Regions from separate parts of the Mus musculus genome. Here region 2 is linked to region 1. The links are chromatin contacts, called in public HiCAR-type maps. All regions are on one chromosome and are shown on one strand. Each heading gives the region's core, a stretch centred on a gene start, on an enhancer-like site or on the middle of the called end of the contact. The rest is flanking DNA. Distances are from core to core; before and after follow the strand shown.

Evidence for each region. HiCAR-type assays count read pairs that join an accessible place to other places.
Region 2: a HiCAR-type map of fibro-adipogenic progenitors shows a contact between it and region 1, with 4 times the contacts expected there. The contact joins two enhancer-like sites. A contact is called at or near these places in 3 of 115 datasets of contacts at active chromatin or transcription factors (embryonic stem cells and fibro-adipogenic progenitors).

What each region holds. Positions count from the first base shown.
Region 1 is chr15:11,453,488-11,457,486 of GRCm38.p6, forward strand. No RefSeq gene overlaps it. Among named protein-coding and RNA genes, the nearest start is that of Tars, 56 kb to the left of the region's middle. Within about 2 kb of position 1,959, at least 40 of the 459 cell types and tissues checked have an H3K27ac peak or open chromatin away from gene starts, as enhancers often do. A contact at or near this core is called in fibro-adipogenic progenitors, where this site is marked.
Region 2 is chr15:12,082,782-12,086,780 of GRCm38.p6, forward strand. No RefSeq gene overlaps it. Among named protein-coding and RNA genes, the nearest start is that of Gm34759, 4.3 kb to the left of the region's middle. Within about 2 kb of position 1,635, at least 32 of the 459 cell types and tissues checked have an H3K27ac peak or open chromatin away from gene starts, as enhancers often do. A contact at or near this core is called in fibro-adipogenic progenitors, where this site is marked.

The DNA.
Region 1 (3,999 bases), core at 709-3,208:
TCCAACGTGCAGTGGCACCGACTATTCGTTACTATTCCAGAGGGAGCAAAGTGAGGAAAAACTGGACAAAAGCAAGTCTAAAAATCAGCTAGGCAAATGTTAAACTCTGAATTTCCATTTCTATTTCTGTTCCTAACTGACACTCTGAATGTATTTTACTGTTGGTATTCTTATGGGCATTCTGATCTCATCTTTAGACTTTTGCACACACATCCACAAAGTACTTACATGTGTCCATGAAGTACACAGATGTATCATCTATTGCTGTGATAAACCATCATGCCCAAGGGAACTTATAAAAGAATGTGTTTAATTTGGCTTATAGTTTTAATTTTGGCTTATAGCACACAGTAGTGGAACAAAAGGCTTGGTGGGAAGAAGAGCCAGGAGATCACTTTTTGACCTGCAAGCAAGAGGAGAGGAGCATGCTGGGTATGACAAGAGGCTTTGGAAACCTTAAGCCTCAGTGACACACCAACAAGGCCACACCTCTTAATCCTTCCCAAACTGTCCCACCAATTGGAGACCAGGTAATCAAATATATGAGCTTAATTGGGAGGGGGCATTTTTATTTAAATCACCACACCCTACTTCTCTGGGATTGGTTTTCTGTGTTCATTATTTCCAAAGTTTGAAAAGAATTAAATCTCTATCTCTGCAGGGACTTGTGAAATCTAACTGCACTGTGGTAGGGAAAAAGATGAAACCTTTGGAATTTGTGACTCATAGCAATCAAACCTGGAAGTAGTCATGCAGTCCTTGGTAAGAACATTACTACATGTCGATTTTGTTGTTCCAGCTCTTGCCTAGCACCAGTTTGTCCACTAGTTTAAAAAATATGTTCACAAAGCCATTGTATAAAGAAAGTTGTGCCAGCAAACACCAAAATACCTGACAGAATCAAAGAAGGCAGAGCTTTATTTTGTCTAATGGTTTCAGAGAGGCACAGTCTATCATAGTGGACAAGGGCCATTGGGTGCAACTGTCCATGGTGCCAGGAGTGTGAGGTTGAGCAGCCCTTCACATCTTAGCAGATCAGGAAGCAGCATAAACAGACTGACATCAGTATACCCTGCCTGCACCCGCTAGATCCCTCAAGACTCCACATCCCTCAGAACAGTATTACAACCAGAGAAGGAGGATTCAAAATGTTAGATTGTGTTGGACATTTCAAAATAAGCACAAATCCCTTTCCCTATCCTCAAGATTTCTGGATCTAGGTTTTGAGATAAGCTCTGAGACCGTCACTGTTTACAGTCTAGTAAAAGCCACCACAATACAGCCTCCAGCTGTGTGACTGGTCTTTGAACATTTGCTCCTCTTGTTCTGAGCATGCTTCAGGTTTGGAGGATATGGTCTGTCCATGTGGACATGCTCCTTCTTAACTTTATCTTTCCTTTAGAATTTTCTTTGCGAGTTCTCCAGAGTGTGAGGCTTGGATAGTCCCTTTAAGTTGCCCTTTCCATAGGAAATTAAAAAAGAATTTCACCTAAACCTCTCTTGAGGAAAACAAAGTCTAGAAACAACGACACATGTTCACATGGAGACTTGTGCTTTCAATTGGCTCTCTTTTTTCCCCTTGGCACCCGCCAAAAGAATTGTTATACTGCGAAGTCTGTTGGAAACAGTCTGCTTTAGAAATTCCACCTTAGGTGGAAATGTGAATCATCATAGTTGAGCATTTTCCTGTTTTGCAAAGCCGTCCTTTGGAATCGCTATCACATTCGTGTCTGTACATGGATGGCAGCTTTGCACACAGCCCTTTCCTATTTTATTTTTTTTCTGCTCAGGTACCAAACTTGGTTTTCATGTCCCAATAGACTAATAAGATGGCTTTGTTCCTAATGTTTGCAAAGAGCTGGTTCTCTATCTCTCCGCAGGGACTGGTGAAATCTAACTGTACTGTGATAGGGAGAAGGATTAGGCCTTTGGAATTTGTGACTCATAGCAATCAAATCTGGAAATGTTCATGCAGTCCAGTCCTCTGAAAGAATATTACTGACTGTTCATTTTATCCTCCCAGCTCCTTCCTAGCGCCGGTTCCTGTGATAGTTTAAAAATGTTCACAAAGCTATTGTATAAGGAAAGCCACGCTGGCAAACACCCAGTGTTATAAACATTTATTACCAAACCAAGAAAAACATTTTCATAAATGTTCGAGGAATTTTCCCCCCTTTTCGATCGGTCCTCCAAGGATTTATTGCAACAGCCGCTCCACTAACACACACGTTTGCTAGTGTTCCCCTGACGAGATGGTGTTAACGTGATGACGGGACAGCTTTTAGAGCTTCATGCTTTTTTATTTTTTTCAGACAGGTTTCTTAAATTTTTTTTTTGTTTGTTTGTTTGTTTGTTTCAGTGATGTGTAGGCTGAGTGTCACAAGCGCTCATGACTAGATTATCTTTCATTTTAAAATGAAGAAGTTCATATTTTAGTTTCTTTATGTCATCCTACCCACTTGCTCGATTGAGTTATTAGAGAGAAATTTAAGTAGCTTAATGTTAGTAATTTTCTTGCAAGGGTCGTTGGTGGGCTTAGGCCTCCCTTCCTCATTTAGCTAACAGGACTGATGAAAACAACGTGCTCCAGAGGTGGTAAACTCTAAGCAGATAGTATTTGAAGTATTTCCGCCCAATCTCTCTGGCATGGCATGCTAAGTGGTGGTTTAACGCATATAAAAGTGTGAGTGAGGAGGTGTATTGTTCTGTGAACTTTACAAGTAAGGAAACAAAACCTCCCATAGGATCCACAGGAACTTGCTCACGTCATATGGAGAACATGTGGTCAAAGACTGGCTTCACCCTCAAATGCTTAATGTGGACCTCAGTGCTCTTTCACAAACAGCAAAGACTAGGCAGACTTATATCCATGGATTGCCTTACACGCTCTTAAGTGACTTTTTAAAATCTTTTTTTTTCCTTTTTTTTTTTTTGTTTGTTTTTGAAACAGGGTCTTCATATGTAGCATAGGCAAGGCTTAAACTTGTAAGAGTCCTGTCTCAGCTTCCCAAGTTCTGGGTTTACAGGCATACATACCATAGTGCCAACCCTGTGGTGAGGTATTATAATTAGTCGTACAACTTTAGGAACATAGACACTTTGATATCAACAGTACAGACTCTGAGTCAGTGGGTCTGCCCTGGAGCCTTAAGGCATTGATGGTGTTCTTAAATCACCATCCTTTTACTCTCTCTCTCTCTCTCTCTCTCTCTCTCTCTCTCTCTCTGTGTGTGTGTGTGTGTGTGTGTGTGTGTGTGTGTGTGTATGTGTGTGTGCACCCACATGTATGTGTATATGTGTGTACTGGTCACTCTTCAAGATGACCCAGAATCAACTTCCAGCCCCTATATGGTGACTTATAACTGGCTGTAACTTCAGTTCCAGGGGCTTTAAGCCCCCGTGCTGGCCTCCATGGGCCCCAGGCACATAGTTGCTGCACACACATAATACACGCAGAACATCTGTACATATAAAAACAATTATTCATGCCCATGCAGCACTGCAAGAAATTTGTTTTCTTCTTTTCAACTGCGCTCTGCCTGCTAATTAGCCCTCAGAGCAATTGCTTTCTAATACAATAATCATGCCCTTCCTAGCTCATTTGCGTAATTCTCTGTCTCATTTCATGGTGGCTAAGTTTTCAATTTATGTTCATAAACTGTGTTTTATTAAAAGCATTGAGAAATATAGACTTGAAGAAGCATGTTCAAGATGAAATATGTGAGCTTTACAATGAAAGCAATGGCCTTCATGTGGAATTTCTTCTCCACCCTTGAGTCCCACCTCTCGGTGGTGATTTTTTTTTTCGGTATTCTAGAAGTTTCTGTCATTTCCATATTTTTAAATGGAAATTTTCCACTGGTATCATTCTGTACAGCACATGTACTACAGAGTATAACAAACTGGGGATTTTTCTTCCGTAGGCTTTCCATACTGCCAGTAACATGACCTTTAGTGTCTCTGTAGTGATGGAGCGATGACTCACCCACAAGTTCTGCG
Region 2 (3,999 bases), core at 385-2,884, 630 kb after region 1:
GTGGAGATTAATCTTCTTCAACCGGGGTCCTTGAGAGACTACGACAAGTAGAGCGCAGGCAAGGGAGACAGGGGAGTGGAGTGGAGGGTGGGGCGCATAGATCGAGCCTGAGCATCTGAGAGAAGCCAGGGGGAAGTGGGGAGGACTGGAACACTGCTACCCTGCCTAGCATCACGCCCATAGGTAACAGCGTGTATGGATGTAACACATGCTCCAGATGTGCAAACAACCTAGAGGTCTCCATCCTTTGTACTCCAGTTGCCTATGCACTGCTAAGTTTTCCTCCAGGTTCTCTCCGCTGCTTCTCTCAATGGCCTGGAACTCGCTGGATAGACCAGGTTAGCCTCAAAGTGAAATGAAAATATTTGTCAGAGTGAGAGAAGTCAAAACGTTGTAAAAAGAATACACAAATCCCTGTAACTCTCGATAGAAGCTTCATCTCTCCCTCCCCCTCCCCACGGGCATTTGAAAAGAATATTAAAAAAACAAAACAAAATCTGACTCAAGTGAAGCTGAAGGTGGGGAAGAGCTAGGAGGGAAAAATTAAGGAAGATGCTTGCCTGCAATATAAAAGACATTCTGGAGCAAGAGGGGGTATTCACAGGCGTTTGCTGATACAACCAGCATCGCTCAACATTGCTTTGGGCTTCTGGGAGTTTCTCTGTGGCACAGAGCAGGGATGGCTCAGCTTCCCTCGCAGAGGCCCCACTTACCCTTCTTTATTATTATTACTATTAGTAGTAGTAGTAGATATTTTCTTTATTTACATTTCAAATGTTATCCCCTTTCCTAGTTTCCCCTCCAGAAACCCCCTATCCCCTCCCCCTGCTCTGCAACCCACCCACTCCCATTCCTGGTCCTGGCATTCCCCTATACTGGGGCATACAGCCTTCACAGGACCGAGGGCCTCTCCTCCCATTGATGACCAACTAGGCCATCCTCTGCTACATATACAGCTAGAGCCACATCCAGAGACTGCCCCACTTGGGGATCCACCCCATAAACAACCACCAAACCTAGTCACTAGGCAGATGCCAACAAGAGCCTGCTGACAGGAGCCTGATATAGCTGTCTCCTGTGAGGCTCTGCCAGTGCCTGACAAATACAGAAGTGGATGCTCACAGTCATCCATTGGACGGAGAACAAGGTCCCCAATGAAGGAGCCAGAGAAATACCCAGGGAGCTGAAGGGGTCTGAAGGCCCATAGGAGGAATAGCAATATGAACTAACCAGTACCCCCAGAGCTCTTGGAACTAAACCACCAATCAAAGAAAACACAAGATGGAACTTGTGGCCCACTTACCCTGCTGATGGCTCCTCATGTTGCTCACACTCTAGCTTTGAACATCTCACACCTCCTCCCTAGCCCCTCAGGTCCGGATTCTGGTCACTTAGCTTTACACAGGGCAGCCTCCCTGGGATGTGTTGCTTGAAGCCTGATGCAACAGTATCACCCTGAGCAGCGGTCTCCCCTCCCACACACCCCAGGAGGCTTACCTCTCCTTCCACAGGCCATGTTTATCCATAAGACATCACGTGGGAACTCCGTTCAAAATGCAAGCGGAGCAAGACTGGAGGTCCAGATGTTCACGCTGGGATGCAGTCCAGAAAGTTCTATTTTTACATGCTCTCCTCCAGGTGGCTCGGTGGGGGCTGGAGGGAGGCTATATTTGCAGTAATAGTGCCCCAGAGAGATGTAGGGTGGGGGATATTAGCTCAGCTTCCCTCCCCTCTTGGCTCTGCAGCTCTTTTCCCTAGTCAGCTCTGACTTCATTTGTTACTGATGCAGCCAGGCCATCTGCTCTCAACCTTAAAACCGAACAGACAAAAGCAACAAATGCAAGATGGAGCCTTGCTTCTAGGAATTTCGGTGCCATTTGTGATTCTTTCTGTACACCAAGGTATCTGGCCTTCTCTGTGAGGTCATCACTGATGGCAAAGTTGAGAATGACTTGTGAATCTTTCTCATACTCCGTTTTTGCAGGCTTTGCCCTGGACCAGGGATGGGGCCTGAAAGGAAACACAGAAGAAAGCATCAGAAACCTGCTCAAACGAAGGCATCAGTAACCAAAAATAAGCACATTTGCTTAATGTTCTATCTTGACGGTGTCTTAATAACAGTGGCCGCCGACAGCATCCAAAATCAGACAAGACATATCCCACTCTGCCAGTCAAAGGGTTAATTCCCATGGCTCATAGAAAGAGGCTGCACAACCACTTCCTCACCTGCCCTACACAGACCTGGAAAAAATTCCCTCAACCTTACTCCAGCACAGCCCAAGTCTTTGACCAAAACCCATGCACCCCCTGGTGGTCTGGAGGTAAACTACAATGTACAATAGGAGACTTTTAGGTTTTTCTGGTTTTGTATTTCATGTCTCTTCTAGTCAACATCCACACAGAACTTTTCTCTGGGATAGCTTTGCAGGAACAGCCTCCTCAGGCTGTATTCAGACGATTTGGGAGGTGAGGTGTCACAGATCTTACAGGAAATGGATGGCCACCTTCTCCAGACACAAGCCTCGTGACAGATTATCCAATTCTAAGTGGTCAACCCTAAATATTCATACATACAGGAAACATTAAACAGATCCAGTAGGATGCATTTGTGTGTGTGTGTGTGTGTGTGTGTGTGTGTGTGTGTGTGCGCGCGCGCGCACCCTACAGCACTTGGGTAGTGGTCAGAGGAAAACCAGACTCTTTCCTTCCAACAAGAGAGTTGTAGGGCCTGGATTCCTGTCACCAGATTTGGTGGCAGGAGCCTCTATCTGCTGAGTACTGTAACTGCCTCTGTATCTGTAACCTTTACTTAGTGTGAGAGCTCTTTTTCTCCTGTCATAGTCCCCTTTCCTCTTTAGTGTATCTTCTTGCTTGCACTCTATTAAACTAGTGGTTCTCAACCTGCGGGTTGCCGCCCCTTTAGGGGGGTCGAATAATTCTTTCACTAGGGTCACTCAAGACCATTGGAAAATGCAGATATTCACACTGTGATTCATAACAGGAGTAAAATTACAGTTATGAAGAAGTAACAAAAATAATTTTACAGTTTGGGGCACCACAACATGAGGAACTGTATTAAAGGGTCACAGCATCAGGAAGGCTGAGAGCCTCTGGTTTAACTAAACACTTAATTTCTTTTTCCCATTTGTCTCCTTCCTTCAGCTACTTAAATCTCTGACTTGTCTGACCTGTCATCTTTTCTAACTCCAGTAAATTGTCATCATGTACCTTTCTGTATCCATTTGTTGAGGGGAGGGGGGTGGGTTTTTTGAGACAAGGTCTTTCTATACTCCTCAGTGTCTTGGAACTCTCTATGTAGTCCAGACTGGTTTCAGACTTAAAGACATCCTCCTGCCTCTGCCGCCTTCTTGTTCTTGTTCTTCTTGTTCTTGTTCTTTTTTGTTTGGTTGGTTTGCTTTGTTTTGTTTTATTTTGTTTTGTTTTGTTTTTCAAGACAGGGTTTCTCTTTCTCTGTGTAGCCCTGGCTGTCCTGGAACTCACTCTGTAGACCAGGCTGGCCTCAAACTCAGAAATCTGCCTGCCTCTGCCTCCCAAGTGCTGGGACTAAAGGCTTGTGCCACCACTGCCTAGCATGCCTCTGCCTTCTGAGTGCTGGGATTAAAGATGCCACACAGGGCTTGTATCCACTTCTAAACTCTTTTATCAACAAGACCAATGACAGAGACCCTGTGCCCCTCAATATAAAGGGGGACCAGGGGGGGAGAAAACAACAAACATAAACCACATGAAAAAGAAAATCACAATACAAGGCCAAGATTTGTCAAGTGTTTTCTTGATACTGTTTTGGAGACGAGTTCGTATAACACATCCTTGCATCAGATATTATGTAGCCAAAGATAACCTTGAACTTCTGGTAGATTCTCTAGACTTTATCTCCTGAATTTTACAATTGTAAGCATGCACCATCATTACAACTTTACTCAGTGCCTGGCCTTGTGCATGTACGCAACCAACTGAGTCATAACCCAGCCTAGGCAA